2 separate regions of the Sus scrofa genome follow, and region 2 is linked to region 1. The links are chromatin contacts, called in public Hi-C maps. All regions are on one chromosome and are shown on one strand. The core of a region is the stretch at or near the end of the contact, and the rest is flanking DNA. Distances in the headings are between cores, read along the strand shown. Region 1 overlaps PHF20 (PHD finger protein 20). Region 2 overlaps PHF20 (PHD finger protein 20).

Evidence for each region. Hi-C and Micro-C count contacts between places; a contact is called where the count stands out from the background.
Region 2: a contact with region 1 is called in a Hi-C map of liver, with 3 times the contacts expected there. The contact joins two enhancer-like sites. A contact is called at or near these places in 2 of 47 Hi-C or Micro-C datasets (epiblast stem cells and liver) and 1 of 2 datasets of contacts at active chromatin or transcription factors (alveolar macrophages).

The regions. Positions count from the first base shown.
Region 1 is chr17:39,103,011-39,110,047 of Sscrofa11.1, reverse strand. The region is part of intron 1 of PHF20 (PHD finger protein 20); the gene reads right to left. Among named protein-coding and RNA genes, the nearest start is that of PHF20, 14 kb to the right of the region's middle. Within about 2 kb of position 4,182, at least 15 of the 83 cell types and tissues checked have an H3K27ac peak or open chromatin away from gene starts, as enhancers often do. A contact at or near this core is called in liver, where this site is marked.
Region 2 is chr17:39,197,105-39,204,141 of Sscrofa11.1, reverse strand. It overlaps PHF20 (PHD finger protein 20), which reads right to left. Exons shown (of 18, transcript XM_021078131.1): 10 at 6,179-6,457. Among named protein-coding and RNA genes, the nearest start is that of CNBD2, 45 kb to the left of the region's middle. Within about 2 kb of position 2,866, at least 5 of the 83 cell types and tissues checked have an H3K27ac peak or open chromatin away from gene starts, as enhancers often do. A contact at or near this core is called in liver, where this site is marked.

The DNA.
Region 1 (7,037 bases), core at 2,933-5,432:
GACTACAGCTCTGATTCGACCCCTAGCCTGGGAACCTCCATATGCCACAGGAGTGGCCCAAGAAATAGCAAAAAGACAAAATAATAATAATAATAATAATTAATAAATAAATAAAAAGAAAAAAAAGAAAAGCTTTTCTAGAGGCAACTTGGCACCACCTAAAAAAATGCACACACCTGCAACCCAGCAGTCCCATTACCAGTAACTCATCCTACAGATAATTCCCCAAACTACCTGTAAGGATAAACAATGTAGCCTTGCAATTTCTACAGCTAAAATGTCCATCAAAGGAGACCTCGTTAAATGAATTACAGTCATCTGATGGCAATCTGTAGATGCTGATACAGAGTTACCTGCAAGATACACTGTCAAGTAAAAAAGTCACAGTGTAGAGGCATGTGATGGTCCCTTTAATGTAAAGCAACAGATACAAATACAGACGGATTATAGTAAATGCATAAAATTGTTTCTTGGAAGGAATAAAAAAACTGCTTAAGTAGTTCCCTTAATGAGAGGAATAGTATTGTTAGAATTTCCTAACCTTAAGAATATACCTCGGAGTTCCTGGAGTGGCGCAGTGGTTAACGAATCTGACTAGAAACCATGAGGTTGCAGGTTCGATCCCTGCCCTTGCTGAGTAGGTTAAGAATCCAGCGTTGCCATGAGCTGTGGTGTAGGCTGCAGACACAGCTCAGGTCCCACATTGCTGTGGCTCTGGCGTAGGCCAGACCCCTAGCCTGGGAACCTCATATGCCGCAGGAGCAGCCCTAGAAAAGACAAAAAAAAAAAAAAAAAAAAAAGAATATACCTCTTCATTATTATTTTAATTGTCAGCAGGGATTATCTAGTGGTAAGATTTGAATTTTGAATTACTTCTCTATATTTCTTCATGTTTTTTTAAAAAATGTTATTTAAATTTGTAAAAGTCCCTTCATTCTTACCATACTTTTTTGGAACTACACAACCACCAAATGATGTAGTTAGAACTAAATGTGATGTTCCCATGGCACAGAAAGGAAACTGAGGGCCAGAGGGTAAAGTGAGGTGCAGAGGGCTGGCTGCTTTCAAGGTCCTCCAAAGTAGAAGACATCACTGTCATCACAAGTAACAGGATTTTCCCAGAGGGAGACAAACCACTTCTCAAAGGCCCTTCCTCTTTCCCCTACAAAAAGCCAATGCTCTGCTTATACTCATGTCTGAAATATAAACATACTTTGAATACAGGAAGATGAAGCAATTGGATCCTTTTCAAATGTTATGTCAGAATTAGGACAGCCCTATATAATATGCAGAAATATTTATTTTTCAAAAAGGACAAAACTTAAGACAGGCCCAGCTATAGGAATACTGGAACAAGTGAACCAACCACTGCCCGAGGCCCTGACCATGGCCGTCTTTTTATACTTCAACCTGGAAGCAAGAAACAAGCTGTAAAACCGCTTATATACTTGGACTCAGTAGTTTCAATCCGAAGAATACAACCCAGGATAAAAATAAATCATTTGTGGAGTTCCCGTCATGGCGCAGTGGTTAACAAATCCAACTAGGAACCATGAAGTTGCGGGTTTGATCCCTGCCCTTGCTCAGTGGGTTAACGATCCGGTGTTGCCATGAGCTGTGGTGTAGGTCGCAGACGTGGCTCGGATCCCATGTTGCTGTGGCTCTGGTGTAGGCTGGCAGCTACAGCTCTGATTCGACCCCTAGCCTGGGAAACTCCATATGCTGCGGGAGCAGCCCAAGAATCAGCAAAAAGACAAAATAAATAAATCATTTGTGAAAATGGGGAAAAAAACATTTTTTACATACGATTCTGGGGAAACTAAATATAATTTACATGTTTAAAAATAAAAGAATATTTAAACCTAATATAGAAGGACTACATTATAAGCTCCATCAGGAAAAGGAATGACTGCTGACTGATGCTCAACAGAAGCCTAATAAATCAAACAAAGAATGTTAATCAGCTACTAAAATGATGAAGATGTGAACTAACCTTACCCTATATAAACTAGTAAGACCTACATAAGGTACACTGATAACAGTAATAATAGCTAACTCTGTATATATTAAGTCATGTAATACTTACAACTGCAGAGATAAATACTACTATTAATATCCACAATGAGAAAAAAAGCAGGGGCCGTGCGGGGCGGGGGCAGGGGGGGAGGGATTGTCCTAGGACACCCATACAGAAAGAAGCTGAGGCAGGATTTGAATCTAGGCTCTGTGGCTCCAGATTCCTAACCACTACCACATGTTTGCTTATGAGCTACATCTTTGAATTCTCCTTAACTCACTAAATGAGAATTCATGGCCTCTATCTTGGGTGCTGAAAGAATTAGATGAGAAAAGATTTGCAAAGCCCCTATACATCTAGTACAAAGTAAGCACTCAAAAAATAGCAGAATTGGAGTTCCCGTCGTGGCTCAGTGGTTAACGAATCTGACTGGGAGCCATGAGGTTGCGGGTTCGATCCCTGGCCTTGCTCAGTGGGTTAAGGATCCGGTGTTGCCATGAGCTGTGGTATAAGTCGCAGACAGCGGCTCGGATCCCACGTTGCTGTGGCTCTGGTGTACGCCGGTAGCTACAACTCCAATTTGACCCCTAGCCTGGGAACCTCCATATGCTGCGGGAGGGGCCCAAGAAATGGCAAAAAGACAAAAAAAAAAAAAAAATAGCAGAATTTTCTGAATTCATAACACTTTTACAGTTAATGTTGTACTTACATGGACTCTGGATTTTATTTGGGGAGAGATTTAAGAGTACTGTAGCCATGGTACTACATGGAGTTCCTGCCCTCAGCAACCCAACTGTGCTCTGAGAGAAGAGGCTGTGGGCTTAAAGTAATAAAGAATTAAAGTGATAGGTGGGAAGTTCCTGTCAGGCTTAGCAGTTAACGAACCGGACTAGCATCCATGAGGACACAGGTTCGATCCCTGGCCTTGCTGAGTTAAGGATCCAGCATTACCATGAGCTGTGTGGTGTAGGTTGCAAACACACCTCAGATCCCAGCAGCTACAGCTCTGATTTGACCCCTAGCCTGGGAAACCTCCATGTGCCTCGGGTACGGCCCTAAAAAAACAAAAAAAAATTTTAAATAAATAAATAAAGTGATAGGTGAGCATGAAACAAGATTTTTTTTTTTTCTTTTCTGCTGGCCACCCCGAGGCACATGGAGTTTCTGGGCCAGGGATCAGATCCAAGCCACAGTTGCAGTTGTGACAATGCTGGATCCTCAACCCACTGTGCCGGGCCAGGGATTGAACCTACGTCTTAGCACTGCAGAGATGCTGCCAATCCAGCTGCGCCATAGCAGGAATTTCACAAGGTCTTTTAATGAGTCTGCTCTAGACAGGATTAGGGGAAAATAAATTCTGGAAAGATTGTCAAGCACCAGAAACTACAGAAAAGGCTTTATGAAACCTAACAGTGCTTACACCAGGCTTGCACTAAACCTCCATTAAAGGGTGATGATGACTTTTAAAGGTAATGCAACCCCCTTGCAAACTGAAGGACACTTCAAGTGAAAGACAAGCTTAAATCTTTATGCCTCCTTCATTCAATAAATATTCGCTGAGTGCCTACTACATGCCAGGTGCTGGAGATAGGTGCCAGAAGGATGAGACACCCCAGCCCTGTTCTCTAGTGGGGAATAGGAACATGATAAACACATATACATAGAAGATAATTTCTGGGAGGACAAATTCTATGGGGAAAACCCAACAAAACAATGTAAGCCAATGATGGGGAGGACCACTTTAGATAAGGCTGTTAGAAAGAACTCTGAGGGGAGTTCCCACCATGGCTCAGCAGTTAAAGAACCCGACTAGCATCCATGAGGACGCAGGTTTGATCCCTGGCCTCGCTCCGCAGGTTAAAAATCCAGCATTGCCATGAGGTGTGGTGTAGGTCACAGATGTGGCTCAGATCCTGCATTGCTGTGGTATAGGTGCAGCCCTAAAGAGACAAAAAAGACCAAGAGAAAAGAGAAAGAACTCCGAGGAGCTAAAGTCTGAGCAGTGATCTGAATGACCAGGAGACAACCAAGAGAAGATCTAGGGGAAGAGTGAGGGGAATGCCCCAGAGGTAAGGCGCCTAAGGCAGGCATGCGCTGCCCTCACCCACACAGCCCTAAGCCTAGGAGATGGAGATGTCCCTACAGCCCTCACTGCCTGCCCAGAGAAGCACAAACAATATCAGCAGGTCCAGACAACCCTAGGTCTCACAGGAGGAAGCTTCCAAGGGGACTCTGCCAAAGTTCTGTCTTGGAGGAAGGCCAGGGAATACTTAAGGATAGGACCTGACTTTCTAGCCAATTCTGGCCTCGCTCGTTGTCCACTAAGTGAAAATGAGAAAAATCACCCAGCCTCTTTCTGTTTGCCCATCAATAAAAGGGGATTAATAACCCCTACCTCCTGGAGTTGTTTGGAATAAGTGAGTCAATGGATGTTAAGTGCTCAGCAAAATACACACTAAATATTCACACTAAATACTCAGCATTGGTGATAAAATGGTTGTGTGATAACAGCAACACCAGCAAAAAGGACATCAGACACAAAGGATTACAAGTCAATATCATTATGCAATATTAACCAATAGTATCCAACAGAAAGAACATAAAAGAGCACATCTTTAGTCCTGGGGAAGTGACAAGGTGGTTCAAGTAGGGGCAAGGGCCCCTCCACTATCATTTCCTCAACACAGAAGGAAGACAAGGTCTAAAACCAATCATATCATTCCTTCAGGCCCTTGCCCAGGTCACACTAAAAGAGCCGAATTAGCCTCTTTTACTTGAGATGGTAAGGAAGGAAAAAAAGAAAGGAGGGAAGAATGAAAGAACTAGGCCAAAAAAAGTCCTTACCCTCTTCCCAGATACTTGAAATCCTTTTTCCAAGGGCCAAGTTTTTCCTTCCACAATTAAAATTCAGACAGAGAGCAAATACAGGTTGAGTTTACTCATTCCAAATTACTGAAAATGAATTGGTTAAATCAGTGGATCTTCCCAGAAACAGTGGAAAGGGCCTAGTGCCCAGGCTTGGCTCAGGAATACATTTGTTAAATGACCTTTGGCGCATTACTCAACCTCACTGAGCTAATCATCTTACCCTCACCAGTTCCTTCTCCTTTTCTCCCCATCACAATGTGAGGCCCCAAGACTGGCCAATGTGCCAAGTAGAAACATGAGCATTGCCCATGCCTGCCACTCTCAGTCACCATTCTGTCACACCTACTTTCTACATTTCTACCATTGCCCAGTGGCGGCCCAGTTGAACTGGGCCCCCATCAGCTCTAATCCGATTACTGCAGCAGCTCATATTGGAGCTCAAAACCTCCATCCACACCCTCCCCAGATACAAATCAAAACTATCTTAAGAGACTGGCTTTTTTTTTTCCTCTTTTTTTGGCTACCCCATGCCATATGGAGTTCGCAGGCCAGGAATCAGATCCGAGCCACAGCTGTGACCTATGCCACAGCTGCGGCAACACCAGATCCTTAATCCACTGTGCCAGGTGGGGATCAAACCTATGTCCCAGCACTCCAGAGACACCACCGATCCCATTGTGCCACAGTGGGAACTCCTAATTTGACTTCTGATTACCTATTTATGACAGGCACTTTCCTAAGGGCTTTATACATCATCTCATTTAGCACCTACCTCATAAGTTTGTAATGAGGATTATTATATACGTTTTATAGATGAAAAAACAAAGGTTCAGAAAGTAAGCTGCCCAAATGACAAAGCTACTAAGTATTGGAGTATTGGAACAAGAAATTGAACCTGGGTAGTCTAAGTAGTCAACTACAACTCTGTAGCTAACTTTCATCAGTGCTACTACAGTAATATTTCCTTCTTTCTTTCTTTCTTTTTTTTTTTAAGGGCTGCACCAGCTGCATAGGAAATTCCCAGGCTAGGGGTCAAATCGGAGCTGAAGCTGCCAGCCGCCACAACAACTCAGGATGAGAGCTGAGTCTGCAACCTACACTACATCTCACAGCAATGCCAGATCCTTAACCCACTGAGTGAGGCCAGGAATCAAACCGGCATCCTCATGGATACTAGTCAGGTTCATTACTGCTGAGCCACAATGGGAACTCCTACAGTAATATTTCTAAAGCATAAGACTTCTCTGTTTAAAACACTTCAGGATACATGTCAATTATATCTCATTTAAAAAAAAAAAAAAAAAAAAAAGCTCAGTAGTTCTCCTACAGAACGGAATTCAAACAATTAAATTCAGTGTGGTATCAAGGCTGTCAGCGAGTTACCATTATGACCCAAGCCAAGCCTGGGGTTGTTAAAGACAGGAGCTTAAAAGGAGAGGAGCAGACAAGCTCAAGAGAGAAGTAGAAACACATAGTGGTTTTGAGACAGAACTGTGAAGTAAGAAAGCCTGAGTTTGGATCCCAGCTCCACCATTTTCCAGATAATCCTGCATAAGTCATTTCCTCTCCGAGCCTCAGGCTCCTCGTCTATTAAATGAGAATAAGACCAGCACCTATTCATAGCTTCACACAGGTGTGGTGAAGATAAAAATTACTTAGCAAAGAGCCTGATGCACAATAAGTTCTCAAGGTTATTACACACTCACTCTTTGCAGTTCCCACCTCCAGACCTTTGCTCAAACAAGCTACTCCCTCTGCCTGGTTCTTCAGACTGGGCTCAGCCATCAGCACTTCACCAGCTGCTAGGCCAGGGTCCAGTTCATTATTCTATGGCAGCCTTGCCTGCTGTCTGGACCAAAACACAGCATTCTACATTGAAACTGCCTGTTTCTGAGCTGCCACCTCCTTGGGCATTTAACAGGCACCCCCAGCATCTAACAAGAGAACCCCATCCTTGGCAGTCAGATGCTTGTTAAATGAGCTAACCTCAGCTTCCTCATTGTCAAAATTGGAAGAAAAACAGGAAAGAGACCAATATCACCCCGCTTAGGGGATGTAGGGATTCAATGAAACAATCAAATGGAGGCTCTTTGAAAAGTGCTATCCACAAGCAAATGCAGGAATGCCATTACTTCTTGGGAGCAGGGGGAGG
Region 2 (7,037 bases), core at 1,617-4,116, 95 kb before region 1:
GCTCAGATCCCAAGATGCAGTGGCTGTGGTGTAGGCTCGCAACTACAAGTCTGATACGACCCTTAGCCTGGGAATTTCCATATGTCGCAAGTGAGGCCCTAAAAAGCAAAAAAAAGTCTATAGGAGTTCCCAGTGTGGCTCAGTAGTAACAAACCTGACTATTACCTGGTGGGGATATCTAGCCTCACTCAGTGGGTTAAGGACACAACGGTGCTGTGAGCTGTGATGTAGGTCACAGACTCGGCTCAGATCTGGCATTGCTGGGGCTGTGGTGTAGGCTGGCAGCTGCAGCTCCGATTCAACCCCTAGCCTAGGAACCTCCATACACCTCAGGTGCAGCCCTAGAAATCAAAAAACATTAAAAAAAATCTAGGAGTAACAAATGCTGGAGAGGGTGTGGAGAAAAGGGAACCCTCCTACACTCTTGGTAGGAATGTAAATTGATACAGCTGCTATGGAGAACAGTATGGAGGTTTCTCACAAAAACTAAAAATAGAGTTGCCATGTGATCCAGCAATCTCACTCCTGGGCATATATCCAGACAAAACTGTAATTCAAAAATATACACGTGCCGCCCCCCCCCCAATATTCATAGCAGCACTATTCACAATAGCCAAGACATGAAAATAACCTAAATGTCCATCAACAGATAAGGGCTCAAAAAGATCTGCTACATGTACACAATGGAATATTCCTCAGCCATAAAAAAGCAATGAAATATTGCCATTTGCAGCTACATGCATGGACCTAGAGATTATCATAGTAAGCAAATTAAGCCAGAAAGAAAAAGACAAATATCACGACATCACTTATATATGCGGAATCTAAAATACGACACAAATGAACTTACCTACAAAACAGAAACAGACTCACAGACACAGAGAACAGACTTGTGGTTATAGGAGGTCAGGGGGAAGGGTCAGAATGGGAGTTTGAGACTAGCAGATGCAAAATATTACATATAGAAAGGATAAACAACAAGGATCTACTGCAGCACAGGGGATTATATCCAATATCCTATAATAAACCATAATGGAAAATAAATAAAAAATAAACTGACCTTCCAAATTAACTTATGTGACTAAGGGCCTGGCTGAGGGAAGAGGAAACATCTGAAGGCCGGAGTGGGAAGGGGTACCTTAGGGACATGTGATCATGACACTTTTTCCCCCTCAATGCCTCTGAACTTTGCTCTGCTTGTTCCTGGCATAGGGATGCCTTTCCTATTCCCCTGCCATCTGGTCCAACCCCTACCTACCCTCTCCCTTTAAGACTTAACTCAAATGTCACCCCCAGCTCTCAGCCTCCCAGCCCATTTTACAGGAAAAACCTGAATCTGAGTTCCCACAGCACTTTATATGTTCCTTATATAAAACGTAGCAGTTCTCACTGTATCTGTTTATGTGCTTTTCTCCTCACATGAAAGAGCCCCGTCTCATTCCTAGTCTTACATCTTCATTTTGGAGAGGAGGAAATCAGATCTGCGAAGAGCTCAGATAAGTGAACAGTAGCCACACTATTACTAAGATTCGGTCTATGGAGTTCCTGTCATGGCTCAGTGGTTAACGAATCTGACTAGGAACCATGAGGTAGCAGGTTCAATCCCCAGCCTCGCTCAGTGGGTTAAGGATCTGGCATTGCTGTGAGCTGTGGTGTAGGTCACTTGCCTGGGAACCTCCATATGCCATGGGTACGGCCCTAGAAAAGAGAAAGAAAAAAAAAAAAAGATTCAGTCTATGGACACTCAGACCAGAACTGCTTTTCTCTGCCTAACCTGACCAGCAGGGAAATTAGGGGCAGGGGCAGGCAGTGGAAGGTGGGGGTGGGGCAGACCAAAAATAAAAATGTCTGTAGAGCACTTTCTGGTCCTGATGGAATCTTCATCTGAGAAATCTTTTAGTACCCAAGTTCCCAGTTGTCATAATCAGATTACTCACCATAAAGAGAGTACTTTTTTACCTTATTTATTCCCAAGCAGGAGTTCCCATCATGGCTCAGTGGAAATGAATCCGACTAGTATCCATGAGGATGCAGGCTCAATACCTGGCCACCCTCAGTGGGTTAAGAATCCAGCATTGCCATGAGCTGTAGTGTATGTTGCAGACATGGCTCGGATCCTGCACTGCTGTGGCTGTGGTGTACGCCAACAGCTCTAGCTCCAATTTGATCCCTAGCCTGGGAACTTCCATATGCCACAGGTGCGGTCCTAAAAAAATAAAAAAAAATTAAAAAAAAAAAAATCCCCAAGCAGCATACATTCTGTAATATTCTGTTTTTCACTTAAGCATAATGTCAAATTCACACTGCCTGTGAACTAGGACACAGGCTGCCTGGTGTCAGAGTCTCATCTTGAAACATCTCCCCAACCAAACTTCTGCCACCACCTGAAATTCCACCCTAAGGATAAGGGCTTCCTTAGCAGTTGAGGTGAAAACTAAATATGCTGCGAGAACAGGTGAGCTATTGAGCTGGTTTTATTTTTTCAAATCTTAAGAAATTTAGTTATCAGATTAGTCAAGTACCCAACAACCATTAGGAAACAGAAAGAGGCTCTGATGTGAGAAAAGTGGGGGCAATGCCTGGAACAGAGGGTGCCTTCTGGAGGGCTGGGACCTACAGAATATTCTGATTATGCCTCTACGTTTTTCACATTGATATCTAGCAGCATGATGAAAGCTAAACATGCCAACTGACTCCAGTTCACAGATGGTCAAAACCGAGGATCCTGCTGGTTAGTAGCAGAGGTAGGAAGTGTGGCCAGAGCTTTAATTTCCCAGCTAGAGCATAGAAAGATGAAGGGTCTGGTTTCCTTCAGCCTGGGAACTGCTGGCAATCTCAGCAATCTGAGTTGTGAAATCATCTGTGTCCACCTGACATGGGGGGCGGGGGCAGCACGTCCCTTCCGGGCTGCACAAACCTGCTCTCAATCTGAGATGGTGCAGGAATGACCAGGCTATACTCTAACAGCGGGTGAGAGGCTGTGTGGCACACTCTGCCACCAAACTGACCAGTTCTACAAAGGAACAGCAGAAAGGTAACAAGTTAAAACAGAAGGATTTAAAAGACCCTTTTGTTTCCTCAAAGCATTTTGTAATTGTCCACCCCTGCCAACCTGGCAACTGTACCCAGAGCAGATCTTGTTATTTTAAAAACCTGGCAGGGAAAAATCCTCAATTCAGGGATTTCCAAATCCCAGTAAAAGATGTCCTTCTATATTGAGAGAGAATAAAATCCCCGTATATTGGTATGAGAACGGCAGAACATAAAAAAAAAAGGGCAGAACATAAAAAAAAAAAAACAAAAAACGTTTTGCGGAGTTCCTGTCATGGCTTGGCGGTAACAAACCTGACTAGGACCCATGAGGGTATGGGTTTGATCCCTGGCCTCACTCAGTGGGTTAAGGAGCTGGCGGTGCCAGGAGCTGTGGTGTAGGTCGAAGACGTGGCTCAGATCCCACATTGCTGTGGCTGTGGTGCAGGCCAGCAGCTGTAGCTCCGATTTGACGCCTGGGAATTTCCATATGCTGCAGCTGCCCTAAAAAAGCAAAAAAGACTTTTTTTTTTTAATCTTTTCGGGCCACACCCACAGCATATGGAAGTTCCCAGGCTAGGGGTTGAATCAGAGCTGCAGCTGCCAGCATATGCCACAGCCACAGCCACGCCAGATCCAAGCCCCACCTGCAACCTACACTGCAGCTCCTGGCAACACCAGATCCTTAACCCACTGAGTCCTTATGTCTATTATCCGGGTTCTTAACCTGCTGAGCCACAACAGGAACTCCTCGCTCAGGTTTCTTAATTTGGTAACCACAATGGTAACAACTTGTCTTTTGGTTTTGCAGCTCATCAGAGATAAACTGAGTTTAGAACTCAACTCTCTGACTGCTTGGGTTAATGTTTTCTCTAAGATAAAGAGCTAGTATTTACTAAGAATTTACTATGGGCCTGACATTGTGCTAAGCCTTTTACATTAGGTCATTTAATGTAACAAAGTTCTGAGATAGCTAGTTATATTATCTCCATTTCACAGATAGAGAAACTGAAGCTCAACAGTTCTTCTGTCCAAGGTCTCACAGAAAGCAAGTAGTGGAGGCTAGATTCAAATTCAGGTGTGTAGACTCCAAGCCTGCACATATTGTTCAACACAAATCAAGACCTCAAGTAAAATTAATCAGGAATTCCAAAACCAAACAAGAGATCTGTACATGACCAGGAATACCCACCCTCTAAGTCAGGTGCATTACACTGGGCAAAGCCTCCCCATGGACAATTACCATGTTCATCCGTTATAACCCATAGTGGGAAAGAAAGGAAAAGCAATTTACAGAGTTTCTACTTCTTCCTAGCATTTTGTTTACCTTAAAAAAAATAATCTTGGAAGTTCCCATGTGGCACAACAGCTGAGGGTAATAGAGCTGTATGGACCAACTCTGTGGCCACTTAGCCATATGTACCTACTGAGCACCTGAAATGTGGTTGGTCTCAACTGAAATGTTCAGTAAGTTTAAAACACACACTGGATTTTAAAGGCTTAATACAAGAAAAAGAATACATAATAGCTTATTAAACAGTAATTCTTACACTAATTACATGCTTAAATGATAGATATAGCATTTTGGATATTTTGAGCTAAAATTTACTCAAAGAAATTTCACTTGTTTCTTTTTATGTTTTAAAATGTGGCTACCAGAAAAAGCTACAGGCTGACCGCATTACATTTCCTTTTATTTATTTGGCCATACCCTCAGCATGCACAAGTTCTTGGGCCAGGGATCGAACAAAGCCAACAGCAGTGACAATGACGAATCCTTAACTGTTAGGCCACCAGAGAACTCCATCACATTATATTTCTAATGGATGATAGAGCACATATGACTAAGAAACTGCAGCTTGACACATTAGTTAAGGACTGACCTCTCACAGAGCCAGAGATCATCTTAGTCTGTTTGATCCGGAAACCTGACTTTATACTTCCTTGGGAATGCTGTCAGATGTCCCAGGAGTTCCACACACCATCTAATACCTATGTATTGTAATGGAAAAGTACCAGCCAAAAAATATATAATGACATTAAAATTTCAGGTAAAAAGAAGTTGGGGGAAGTTCCCTCATGGCACAGCACATTAAGAATCTAGCACTGCCACTGCTGTGGCTCAGGTTGCTACCATGGTGGTGGTTCAATTTCTGGTCCCAGAACTTCCATGTGCCATAGGTGTGGCAAAAAAAAAAAAAAAAGAAGAAGAAGAAGAAGCTGGGAAGCCTTGTGGAATTTACTGGAAATTCATTAATTATTCTGAAATCCCCCAGAAACATGTAATTTTTCAGTTTGAGAAGAAACTGCCAAAAGATTCTGTTATAATAAGACATGAACATGAGACTTTATGGTAACCCTTACTACCACCATTGTAGTTTCTATGCAAAGCAAAGTGTTGCTAGAAAACTTCTTCGGTTGCAATTACAAAGAAACTGGACTCAAAACTGGACCCAGGAGGAGACACACATCACCTCTTAGTTCTTTAGTTCTGTTAGCGGGGATGAGGCATAGGTCTGGGGGAGGGGATGGCTGTGCCCGTGCTGTTCTGAGCACTAGTTCTCCTGCCGGCTTCTAAAGGAGCTTCCTTTCCTTGGAGTTCCCGTCATGGCTCAGTGGTTAACAAATCTGACTAGGAACCATGAGGTTGCGAGTTTGAGCCCGGCCTTGCTCAGTGGTTTAAGGATCCAGCATTGCCGTGAGCTGTGGTGTGGGTCGAAGATGCGGCTTGGATCCCGTGTTGCTGTGGCTCTGGCGTAGGCCGGTGGCCACAGCTCCAATTAGACCCCTAGACTGGGAACCTCCATATGCTGCAGGAGCGGCTCAAGAAAAGGCAAAAAGACAAAAAAATAAAGAAATAAACAAAGGAGCTTCCTTTCCTTGACTGTCCCCGCTCCATACTGGGAGTACCAAGCCCCTCAGAGACTAAGGGATTTTCTAAAGTAACTGGACCGGCAAGAGGTGGAGGTAAGAATGAGAGTCAGGGATTTCTGCTTCCTCCAGGAGGGCCACAACTCCATGATACAATTCCCGATGATCACTTATCATTTCCAATTTTGGGGGGTTCAACTGGACCAGTCCAACCTGACACCTGCTTTCCGTGTCAGCCCTTCATTATACAGATACAATCCAGAACCAAAATGCTTACTTGGGGAACTGGCAGAGACCCGCTTCCTGGTCAGGCTCTCCTGGCTGGTCTTGTCTGAAGCTGAAGAGCCCCTTGTCTGGACATGCCTCTTTCCTGGGTTCTCCTCCGGCTCTGGTGACTTCTCCATTCCGTGGAAATACTTCATGTGATAGTGCAAGAGCTTGGCTTTGCGGAAAAATTTTAAACAATCTGCAACCTTGCACCTAAACTTGTGATCTAGGTCGACAGCTGGTGCTTTAGATGTCACAAAATCATCTGTTTTCTTAAAAGTATTTGTTACTGAAAAACAAAAACCAAGATCCCTCATGCTTATTTTGGTTATTACAACACATGCATCACAGGGCAATAAAGAGTGAAAAAGCAGCATGCATATGTAGACGAGACATCAATGACCACTGCTATTTGAAAGACCAGACATAAATAACCTCAGGGTACATAATAGAGACTCAACTGTGAAATCTTTTGAAAGAAGAGACCAACTTTTTTTTTTCTTTTTAAAAGCACTTCTACAAGTTCCCAGGGTTTCAGAAGAACAAGGGAAAATCCTAATCAAAAAGAAAAAAAAAAAAAAAAATCAGAGATCCAACCCAGCACTGTTATTCACGAGTTGGACCAGATTCAGACTTTCCATCATCCCGATACTTTGTATAGACAGGACTAGAGAATATTCTGGTGGGATAGCTTTATGAAACCAAAAGGATCTTACAATGGTTTTTGCACAAGGAGAGTAATTACGACAAAACTTTTTAGTACTGAGCTTTTAAGATTTCCCTACCATGTAACTCTGTTTGATCAAGAGGACTCAGAGACTAAAAGAAGACAACCAACTGAATGGAGCTAGGAGGCATGAGGTGAATTC